2 separate regions of the Mus musculus genome follow, and region 2 is linked to region 1. The links are chromatin contacts, called in public Hi-C maps. All regions are on one chromosome and are shown on one strand. Each heading gives the region's core, a stretch centred on a gene start, on an enhancer-like site or on the middle of the called end of the contact. The rest is flanking DNA. Distances are from core to core; before and after follow the strand shown.

Region 1 (5,444 bases), core at 2,796-5,295:
CTAACCGTGAGCCTGTGAGCATGATCAACTTGAGGTTTTATTATGGCAGAGCATTAATTCTATCAGTTACCAAGATATAGATGCAGTCTTTCTTAGTTGTGCCATATTTAACTCCTTGTCTATACAGTGCTCTGGGGTGGTCTCCCAGCTAGAAGCTTCTTGTTAGGAGCCAACTTTACTAGCAATTAAGGCTGTTCATTAGAAGCAAGAATAAATGGAAGGATGACTGTGTCTTTTGTGTGTTACTGGAGGGTAGGGAAACCAGAGGTCACTGTCCTTCCTCTTATCAGTCTAGCTTGGTTATCTCACAGCAAGCTATCAGCCCTCCTAGTCTTCCTCAGTATCTCAGACTGACCTTTGAAGCCTTAATCTTCCTTTTAATCCCAGCCTGTGTTCTCAACGCAATACATAGGAGCAAGTTACAGCCCTCACCATGGGTCCTTTCAATAGCTATAGAAAGAAAGGTATCTCTCGTTAAGAAAGGTTAGTTTGAACCTATTAAGGGGATTCTTGGCTTCAGGCGGTCAGGGAGTCTCCTTGGGTGCTTTTGGCTAGAGCTCAGATACTAAAGCCACATTCTTTTGCTTTTACTTCACAGGCATACACATGCCCAATAGAAGCTAGACCATTATGGAGGGCTAATGCATGGCACGTTTAGCCTGATACCGAGGAAACCAAGCAAAGTTTTGTTGTTGAGAGGCAGAGAGCTGGGAGGGCAAGAAGTCTCAACCCCAGTTCATGCCTTTATTTCTGGATGCCTGGTCTGCAGCATAAGACGTTCTCTGCCTCTTGTTCCCACAGAAGTAGATCCGGAGACAAGGACACAGATGGAATTATTTTGTTTGGGAGGTGATTGACAGAAGCTCCCCAGGGGATGGGGTGGGGGTGAGGTGGATAAAGCACTGTTATTGGGCTCCCAGGGCCGCTGCTGCTTCTCCTGCCCAGCCAGCACCCGGATGACTGCTTCCAGGGGAGATGAGGGACTGTGTATTTGCTAGCCATCTTGAGCTATGTGCCAACATGTTGTAGACATTTTGCTTCCTAAAAACAGCTTCTGTTGGGCAGGAACTCAAGAGCCTGTAGACATTGACTGATCTGGCCTTAAGCTCATCAGGTCCTACTCATGAAAGAGAAAGAAGCCCGCCAGGCCTCTATTTTAGGTGGCTAGGCCTTTGTCTCAGTTCAGGGCAGTGAGGAAAAAGGCAGCCATCTTGAGAGGAGGAAGCTGGTCATCTTAGAAATCTGTCATCTTATTTTCTAGTCATGGCCGTTATCCCTATCTGTCTGACTTTCAGGAAATGTGTCTAACTCACCACACAGAGAGAGAGAGAGAGAGAGAGACAGAGACAGAGACAGAGACAGAGACAGAGACAGAGACAGAGACAGAGAGATGGAGGATAGGACATATTTTATTCGATGGTTAGTTAGTTAGTTAGTTAGATCTATAACTTTCAAATATTTAAAACGTCCAAACGTTTAGACACGTGGTACATGACCCTCCCTGTATACTCTAACCCCAGATCCCACAAATATTAGAGGCTAGCCTATGTTTGCTATCTAGGTGGAGGTGTTCAACTGTTTGCCTGAAGTGAAGCCTGTGTGAAAATGAGCGAAGGATCTAGAATAAAAGAACTAGGATAAAGATTGGCCTTTATCCTGCCTTTTCCTCTCACTTTCTGGTCTCAAATGGACTCCCTGAAGTTCTGTGCCTCATAGTCTAACCCAGACTCTAGATTCCTCATGTAAGGAAACTAGGGCTCAGAAACTGCAAGAGACCTGTTGCTCAAGATGCCAAGTGTTGACATAAAGGAAGTAAGAAAATAGTTTATTCTGAGTCATATGGCCTGGGAACCTTGAATGTCACATTCCACAGTAGAAGAGATGACATGAACTGTATAGTCACAGAAGAATGTAAAGTTGTAAGTCAATAAACTTTCAATTACATTGGTAGGAACATCATGTAGCCTGGCAACTGCACAGCCACAAAGCTGCTCCATAGGTATGTGTCATCTAGAGTGCTTTGTTTTAGGGTAGGTGGAGGTCAAAGGTCTGCTAAGTTCTGTGATATACTGATGAGGGCTTCTCTGAACAAGAACGTTGGGCCAGGAGCCTGTAAAATGGCTCGGCTATTAAGAGTGCTTGCTGCCAAACCTGATAACCTGAGTTGGATTCCCCCCAGACCCATATGGTGGAGGGAGAGAATCCTGTAAGTTGGTTTTTGATTTCCACTCATGCAAGGTGGCACACACACCTACACACACAAATACAAACACTTTTTTTTTAATTTGTAAAGAATTTAGGTCATGGCTGGGAAGATAGCTTACTCAGTAAATCTGAGTTGGATCCCCAGAAACCACATTAAAAAAAAAAAAAAAAACAACCCAACATGGTAACAGAAACAGACAGATCACTAGCCAGCCAAGCCAGCCAAGCCAGCCTACTTAGCAAGCTTCAGACAAGTCTCAAAATAAATCAATTGGATGTCTTCTGAGGAAGGGCACCCAAGGTTGTCTTTTGGATTCCACATGCACTCCACAAGTGCACTGGTGGGCATGAGCCATCCATTCACGTACACACACACACACACACACACACACACACACACACACATGTTGGGTCAGATATAAAAAAATAAAGTAAATGGTTATTAAAGGTTCTAAAATAAGTCAATTTTGACTCTCCTCTTTTCACAAAATTCCACACCAAGTTGTTCTAATCAGACGAAGCTTCTTCAGAAAACTTGAGGTTACAATGCTGAAGGCAGAGCAAGGAATTGGTCGCCTAGGTTATGGTTGGTTTTTGTTGTTTTGCTTTTGTTGTTTTTTTTTTTTTTTTGTTTTCTCTCCTGAGATTCCAGTAAGAAGCCAAAGAGTCACCCTCACTGCCTATGTGAGATCAGGATGAGGCACCCCTAAACTGCCTTAGCTGAAACCATCCTTTTGTTGGAATCCCTGGCTCCTTGTAGGGCTGGGGGAATCGACCTGAATTCACAGCCTTAGCTCTGGACTGCAGCAGGGGACGCTACTTATTCTGCTGACTCTCAGAATGACGTCACCCCAAGGACAGGCCCAGACAAAGTCGGGATGCAGGCTCGTACCGGATTCCGGGTCCTGCGCACAAAGCGTGCCTTGGCGGTCGGTCGTAGAGGGGCAGCTGGCCACGAGTCCCCAGTATGAACGTTTAAGTCCCTATTCCTTCCCACCTCTCTGGATTTCGAAAACTAGTTCAGCTCGCTAGCCCGGGTTAGCAACCACTCGTGACGCACCAGGGGACTTTTTCCCTCTCAAGGTCACGTCCTTGCGAAACCTGGACAGCCACTGCGGGTAACCCGTGCTGCAGCCCCGCCCGCTCCCAAGGTCTGGTGGGGCGGGGCATCCGAGCATGGGCCCCGCCCTCCCAGGCTTGCCCATCAGAGGGCGCTGAAGCTCCAGCGCTGGACCAGTGCCACCGCAACCTATCTTATCGTCCCCGCCAGGAAGCAGGCTCCAGCATGGCGGCGCGGGGGCGGCTGCCTGGCCCGGAAAGGCCCGGGGCACGCCTGAGCCGGAAATCTTAGTCACGCACCTGAAGTCGCTGGAAGGCTAGCTGCCCTGGTCAAAGGACAGCCTGCCAAAAGTCCCTCTGGAGAGGGTCCTTCAGTGACCTACTCACCTGACTGACCCTGGAGTCAGGAGGGTGGATAATAAGCCAGTCTGACACAGCACATAAAGGGTTGGCCCAGGATTTCTTCTGCTGTGCTTCTCAACAGACTCGCTGCCCTAATACTCCAAAATGCACGTTCCAGGAGCTGCATGTGAAATCGCCACTCTCTGTGGCCTCCAAAAATAGAGCTGTAGGCCCATCTGCCTTGCCCAAGGAAAAGACCCAAACTCAATGCAGCAGGGAACTGCCAAGTATCAAATCAATGTCCCAGTCTCAAAGAGGCCTCTGAAACAATGGTTGATGGCGCTGACACATGCTAAGAGGTGAAAGAGGTCCTGGGACAGGTTTCCTAAGCCACCAGCAGCACGGCCAGACAACAGTTGAAATCAGTAGTTATGGACCTAAGGAGCTAGAGGCTTTAGAATAAAATGTTAGGGGGAAGAAAGGAATTGTTCTGATCTGTGATCAGAAGGACTAGGATAAGAGGAATTGGGCAGAGTCCCAGGAGTGAAGGGTTAGTCAGTCCATAGCAGAATTGCTGCATTTTGGCAAGTCCGTTCTGAAAGCTGAAAGTGAGGTGACCTTCAATGGGTAGTCTTCGGCACACAGGGCAACAATGCAGTGCAGCAGATTTGTCCTTTTCTTTGTTGATTTAGCTGGAAGCTGTCAGTTAAAATAATCTCATCTGATCTCTTCCTCCATTCTCTGGCCTGTAACTTAATTTAGAGAGTTTCAGAATTCTCTTATCACAGGTATTCAAGGCAGGCAAAAGATCCCGGAACATCTGATTTCAGAAGACAAGCCATCGAAGATACCTGAGTCTGTGCAATGTTGAGCCACCAGGCAACTGAGTCTCTGCTGATGACCTGTCAGAAAAACAAATGCTGGGAGAGGCTTGGGCCTCCCTGCTGCTCTCAGATAGGCACCTTTTGCCACTTAGAAAATTAGTGTTTGACAGACATACACGAGGCTAGAGCTTGAAGCTGACCAGCAAAGAAAAGATACAAAGGCTTCCACTTTCCACCTGTCAAAGGAATGGATCTAGGGACAAAGAAGTCTGTCGGGCCTGAGATGGGATGGGATCTTCCACCCCACAAAACCCCTGAGGCGTCTATTTGAAAAAATGGGTGAGCTTTAAAACATTTTCCTCACCTGGACTTGAATTTAAAATCCTGTTAGGTTTGAGAGTCGCCTTTCCTGGATACATGTGGCTACCGTTCCTCGTGAAAGAACCCTCTCCTTACAGCAAATGGAGGCTACCACAGAAAACCACAACTGGAGCAATAGATTCTAGGGAGCTCAGGCCCAATGGATACACCTACACCACCACTCCTGCATCTATGACTCAGGGAGCATCGATGAAGAGAAGGAAGTCTGCTGTGAAATGGTCTCTCCTACAAATGACTGCATAAACAAACCAGAACAAAGGTAATATCACAGACATGTTCTCAGGGAAGGGGAAATCCACCAGGCCCCATCCTTAGGCAAAGAGCTACCTACAGGCAACTAATGGCTTTGGGAAAGATGACTAGCCTCTCCCAGTAATGAGCATCCTTAATTGGTTGTCTAATGCAGAATGGTCAGCCTTGAACACACATACACACACACACACACACACACACACATCACCAACAAAAATGGACTGAGCAGGTTGGATATGTGTGTGTGTGTGTGTGTGCACACGCGCGTGCATATTTCATACTCACATGCACACAAATATGTATGTAACAATAAATAAAATATGCTATCTACTTAGGAGTATACGAGGACATAGGAGGGCATCAGGGAAGGGTAGCTGGAAA
Region 2 (6,038 bases), core at 1,725-4,224, 91 kb before region 1:
AGCTTCTCGTGCGGTAAATACCTCTTAGGCAGGAAGCAAGCATCCCGGGCTTGCCGTAATCAAAAGGAATGCCAGAATTAATAAAGTATAAAAGCAATTTTATGTTGATAGCATCTGAGAGTAGCATATTAAATAGGGATTTTATATAAGTACTTATTCTCTTCTTCGGGTCAGTGTATAGTCATTTTTGTAAAGCATATCATTTCGACCGTTTTGTATTCATGTGTACAAAAGATAACCATCAGAGATCTTGGAGACCATTCATTGCTAGATACAAGATAGTCAGCCTTGACTTTGAGGGATCTTTCCCAGAAAACTCTACCAGTAACCTGAGTGTTTCCTGCTTTATAATTAGGGGTTTTTTAGGGCTGAGTGCTGTCAGGTGGTGTGGACTGATTACACCCACACATTTTGAGTGGTTTCTTCTGTGTTTTTGTGTGCAACATGTGTTTGCATGAGAACTCTCCTCTTTTCTTCTCCCAGAGGGAAATGCGAGGGAGTATTACCTTCAAGATTGTGCCAAGCTACCGCACTCAGTCTTCGTCCTGTGAGGTAATAAGTCTAACAAGCCTCTCCTACCCCCAACCTCCCCCATCTCCTCTGAGTTCTTAACTAACTGTCTGCTGATGGCTGAATGTTTTTGCTTTCTGGGAAATTGTTTCTGCCTGTGCTGTTAGATCACTGCACACCAATTTTACAACAAAGATAACGGAACAGAGGAGGTCCCACCCACCTCCTCAGCCCTACTTGCATGTAGATATCTTCAGCCTTTTTGCAGCAAAATCAAAGCCAAATATAGAAAAGCTACAATAACATAAAGCTTGATAACAAAAAGAAAGAAATCCCTGAGACAAAAAAAAAAAAAAATACAGCAGTGTTTCCAGGAAGTCCATTCACTTCCCTTGTTAAGATATCCCACAGGTAGTTCTTCTTTCCAAGAGTCAATTTCTGTTGAGGTATCAGTGTTTAAATGAGTGACAGGTCTCAAGATGAGACCCTGATGAATTGGTAACTGACTTCACTGAAAGGACACAGGCTCCTGTGACCTTTCTGCATATCTAAAGTGAGAAATGATCTTTTGTAGAATAATGCCCCCCGTGTTTCTGAAAACAGACTGTCCTCTGGCAATTAGAACTCTTTCAACTTACGGCTTTATTTTTTTAGTTTTATTTTGCTTATTATAGTCAAAAATCTATTCTTTCTATATTGGGAGACATAAATTATCATAAACAGAATCATTCTTTGGTTGTAGCACATTCAGTTCAAGTGTTACTTATTAAACCTTATTTTCCAATTTCCCTGTGGCTCTTCCAGGTATGTTAATATGAAGTGTAAGAGCTGGGAATATAGCACAGCGAATGCTTGTTTGGCATGTGTGAGTCCCTGGGTTCAATTTTTATCACTGCAAATAAATAGATATGAAGTGTACATTTTCTAAAGCTAAGTTTTAAGGGCTGGTAGCTGACTTACTGGATCTGTGCTTAAGAAAATTTGAAAGAAAGATTATACTTTTCAAGTCTATAGTGGTGCTACAAACTTCACAAGAAAACCAAGTACAAGGTTCAAGTAGATTTTAATTGTCAATTAAAGTGTCATATTTTATTGGGTCTTGAGCTCCTCTTGGTGACTTCCTAAGGAATGTCAATTAATAGTATATTTCAAAAATAAGCAGCACTGCTCCAGCTTCAAGATTCAGAGCATTAAGTTTTGTTACTTAGAGTATAAACCTGTCCTGGAAAGAGAGAATGGCATACATGCATGAAGACATTGAATAGATTGGATTGGGGGTGGTACTAACCAGAAGATATTGTTAGTTATGAATACAAGTTTCTCCTTTTTTTTAAGTTGTTGAACTAGTTTGAGGGAGACACCAGTATCATATATATAAAATCTACACCTTTAAATATTTGAAAGAAATGATTTCCTCCTCTTAATCTGCTCATAGATACACGACTTTTTTTTTTTTAACCCACCTGGGTTGGACTCTTCTTAGCTGGGCAAGGCTTCTCTAATAAAGGCTCTCATCCACTTCCCCCAGACCCTATCCCTACTGATTTGAATCCCTAAGGGTGACAAATAGAGATCAATCCACTGCATAATGTTTGAGAATGTTCCTCTAAAGGATCTCATTCTATTTCAGGCTAACCAATTCCAGAAGTATTCTTTCAATATCCTAGAGAGAAACATATCTTTTGGACAGAAGTGGATACAGAACTCTACACATGAAATGTCTTAAAGGACTTAATTTCTTCTTCTGATAGTTCTTTTTATTAAAGTTGTCTTAGACACTAAGGAACAGAACCTGAAAAGGATTAGGAGTGGGTTGAACAGCAAAGAGTGTGGGCTCCTGGCAAGTTTGGCCAGAAATAGAGCATTGTTGCTTGGAGTCACTGTCTTACTCAGTCTGCTAAAATGTTACAAAGAAAGAGATTTGCTTTCTGGTGCAACTTTCTCTTTTTACCCCATTAGTAATATTTATTCTAGAAAGGTCTAAGATGATTACAATATGTAAAGTCTTTCTCTTAGGCTCATTTACTTTCAGTGGAGTTATTTGGTAGTTCTTGACAGTGGGGTACCTAAGAACAATAAACTACTTCTCAAACCCATTGTTTAACCTATTCAAAACTAGGCAGTTGAGATCTTCAGTACAATAGCACTATAATATTTATTGTTGTGTGCCCTTTGATAAGTTTTTAATATCACTGTCCTGAGATCCCAATAAAAAGGCAAAGATTGTAGAATTTGGGATACAGGAAAAGAATAATCAATAATCAATGACAGCACAGCCCTCACTAATAATATGGGAACCTTCAAACTGCAAAAAAGTATTTTTATACTTCTGTGAAATCATATAAGTAGGTCAGCATGACACCTTTTATAGCATTAACCTCAGAGGAAATAGTTGTCAGACTGTGGTTGGGACTGTTGATGTGAATATCTGTTTCTGTGCTAGTGCTCTGTGTTAATGAACCTTGTGTCTTATTTCAGAGAGATTCCCCCTCCACTTCCAGACAGTCCCCTGCTAATGGTCATAGCAGCACTAACAATTCTGTTTCGGTAAGAACTCTAGCTCCACCCAGCCAAGTGTGACGATTTTGTTGGTGCTCACCTGCCATGAGTGTTTAGTTCCATGTGTTCAGTGGAAAGATTGTCTTCTGCAGACGCACATGGCGACTGCAGCAGCCTTGCAGTTGACTCCTGGAAAACCTCCCTCAACATTTCCTTCTTAAAAAATCAGTCACATTTGAAGAAATATAGTTCAAGACTGCTGTAGTTGTTCTAAAACTACCTCTCAGCCACCCCACCAATACGTATGGCTGCTCAAAGGATATAAATAGAAATGTGTTTAAATTTCTTTAAGAATTTTTTAATTTAAAATGATAAATGTAAGGGATTTTTGCAGAATAAGCATTTGGGTGTTCTTGGGCTTCATAGTTTTCCATTCTGAGGGATATCAGCAACGTCTTTTAGTTTCCGCTATCTAAGTTTACGAATTGGTGTGCCCTCTTGTTATTGTGGTACGTGCACATATTTTTGTGAATTTTAAGCCTTGCCTGGATATGAAAAGCAAAAGGAGCTGGCTTCAAACTGCACTTAAGCCACGCTGGTATCACATCTTTAACACAAAGTACATACTTGACTTAAACTTGGAAAGTTGCCATTTTTCAGAACTCTCCATTTTGGATTACAGAAAGAATCATTTAGCCAAACAGAAGCATTTATGTGCATGGGTTTGCAGGTTTGGGGGATAGCCAAATCTTCTCTGAAGTTGCTGGTGCTGCTGCCTGTCACCCTGCTGTAATTATAAGGCCTCTAAGAATGCAGCACTGTTGCCTTTTGTTCTGACTTTTAATTTGCCCTTTAAGAATATATCAACTTTCTTATCCAATCAAATCATTAGTCATTCAAAGACCATCTCAAATGGAATGATATCCCAAGTATCTAAGTAAGAGAAATTGTGTGAGAAAATTGTTTATAACTGTGTTTCCAATGTGAACCTAGGTTCTCAAAGAATTCCTTTTTAACATTAACATGTAATGCTATTAAGATGGTAAAAAATCCATAGAGCCATTAAAATTTTCAAAATCTAAACGGTTGCAATGATGAAGTTGAAAAGGACAACCGTTCTTTTGTACTCAGGGGGTTTTGTAATAGGCTGTTTGAACCGCAGTGGCTTTTGTGTTGAAGATGCTGAGTTGTTTCTTAAGAACACATTTTCTCTCTGCTTCAACTTACCTGCTTTCTTCAGCTTGCTGCTAAATGGCCTGGGTTTGATTTTTTTTTTCCTAATAACTCAACATTTCTAAGAAATGTAATAATGTATATGATCTCTTTACAACTTAAATCTAGTTCATTTTTAACCATATTGTAACAAAAACACACAAATTACTTTGTACTCTTGACAAGTAAATGAAAATTTTTCTCCTGGGTTGGCTTTATTCTACAGGACTTGCCATCAACCACCCAACCAAAAGGACGACAGGTGAATAGATACCCTCTATAGAAACTTCTCTAAACCAAGCTAATAGCTGATCCTTTATTAACCCTTTCCATCCCATAATGTCTGCATTTTGGACCATAACATTTGAGCATTGAAAGCTTGTACCATTTCATTTTAACACATTATACATGACTAATTCTCTATAAAGATTTTTTTTCCTCACATCTCTGTAGCTGTGATGGTTATTGTAATTACAAGCTGATCATTTTTTGCTGGCAGTAAAGAGGTTTTAGCCTTAGAGAGTCTTACCTGCCTCTGGTGCATACAAAATTCATAGAATTCTAAGTATGACTAAGTCACGCCCTAATGAACAACTTAAGGCACTTTTCTGACATTGAAATCTGAATTAAAATTAAATTTCTACTTGCTTGTGTATCTAAAAGTTACATACGATGAAACAGCGTCAGTACCTTGGTCTTCACCCTAGTATGCCTGTGCTAGTTTAGAAATGCTAAGTGCTGTCCAGCATCAGCAAGCAGCTTTCAAACAGCCAGCGCTTTTAAAGCATACATTTTAGGTACAAATGCAGAGATTCATTAATTTTAAGGGTTGGGTTGCTAAAATGAAATATCACACAATAGTTCCAAAGCCTTCAGGTTGGTTTTACCATGACTTAAATGGGACATTCAAGCTTAATATCAATAGAAATATCATGAGAATGTTTTTCTTGAAATGTAATGCTAAAAAAAATACTAAATCTGATTTTAAGTTAAGAATTGTATAAATTAATGATTAGTAGAATATCCCCACAGTTTAGTCTTAGGATTTCATAACTGGGGCAACCTTGGATATAGATAGTGCCTTATTTTAAAGCACTTAGAATTCCAGTCATTCATAAAACCCTATGTTATAACCCCTGTCTGCTAATGTGTCTCCTCAATTCACATACCATAAAGCTCTAGGCCTTGAACCATGCATGCTTTAGTGCTCTGTGCTGATTTCAAGTGTTACATTGTCAAAGCAAGGGTTTAGATTCATCTTTATTTCCCCAGAAAAGTAAAGCACAAATCCAAAATCTCTCTAAAGAAGTAAAGCTGTATTTTGAATGTTTTACTATTGTTTGGGTTACATATAGCTCTGTCTGCAGTATATAGACACACTGCCAGTTGTCATGAAAACATGGCATCCAATATCATGAAAGCAAGATCCCATCCCAGAGTTCTTGCTACTTTACCATGAAAACCTACCCTGAGTACTAGTCTCTATGCCTTAAAGGCTGCCTCATGGTCATGACAATGTATCCATGCCATCACCGTGGCCATAGCAAGTTTTTAATTGGTGAGCTTAATTACACACCTATCCTATTACTAAAAGCAGAATTTATTCAACAAGTATTTTAAGTGTTCCTTCCAAATATAAACAGCAAAAATGAAGCTCTGTGCATCAGATATGGCACCCTGTTTCTAGTGGTAGTTGTTTCTTGTGTCCTACCTCCATACATCGTTTCAGCTTTCACCATCTGATGTCCTGTTGTGTTGTCAATGTTGATGTGTGGTTATTAGAGTAGCATTCACTGTTTTTCTTCCCATCACTGTGG

Evidence for each region. Hi-C and Micro-C count contacts between places; a contact is called where the count stands out from the background.
Region 2: a contact with region 1 is called in a Hi-C map of the MNK3 cell line, with 6 times the contacts expected there. The contact joins the enhancer-like site here to the promoter of Nyx in region 1. A contact is called at or near these places in 3 of 39 promoter capture datasets (the C10 cell line, the HPC-7 cell line and HPC-7-derived erythroid cells), 1 of 484 Hi-C or Micro-C datasets (the MNK3 cell line), 1 of 115 datasets of contacts at active chromatin or transcription factors (DN3 thymocytes) and 3 of 9 other capture datasets (adipose tissue, liver and macrophages).

Annotation. Positions count from the first base shown.
Region 1 is chrX:13,459,691-13,465,134 of GRCm38.p6, reverse strand. It overlaps Nyx (nyctalopin), which reads right to left and starts at 4,045. Exons shown (of 4, transcript NM_173415.5): 1 at 3,652-4,045.
Region 2 is chrX:13,549,392-13,555,429 of GRCm38.p6, reverse strand. It overlaps Cask (calcium/calmodulin-dependent serine protein kinase (MAGUK family)), which reads left to right. Exons shown (of 27, transcript NM_001284503.1): 18 at 484-552; 19 at 2,989-3,057; 20 at 4,448-4,483. Among named protein-coding and RNA genes, the nearest start is that of Gm34836, 17 kb to the left of the region's middle. Within about 2 kb of position 2,974, at least 10 of the 459 cell types and tissues checked have an H3K27ac peak or open chromatin away from gene starts, as enhancers often do. A contact at or near this core is called in the MNK3 cell line, where this site is marked.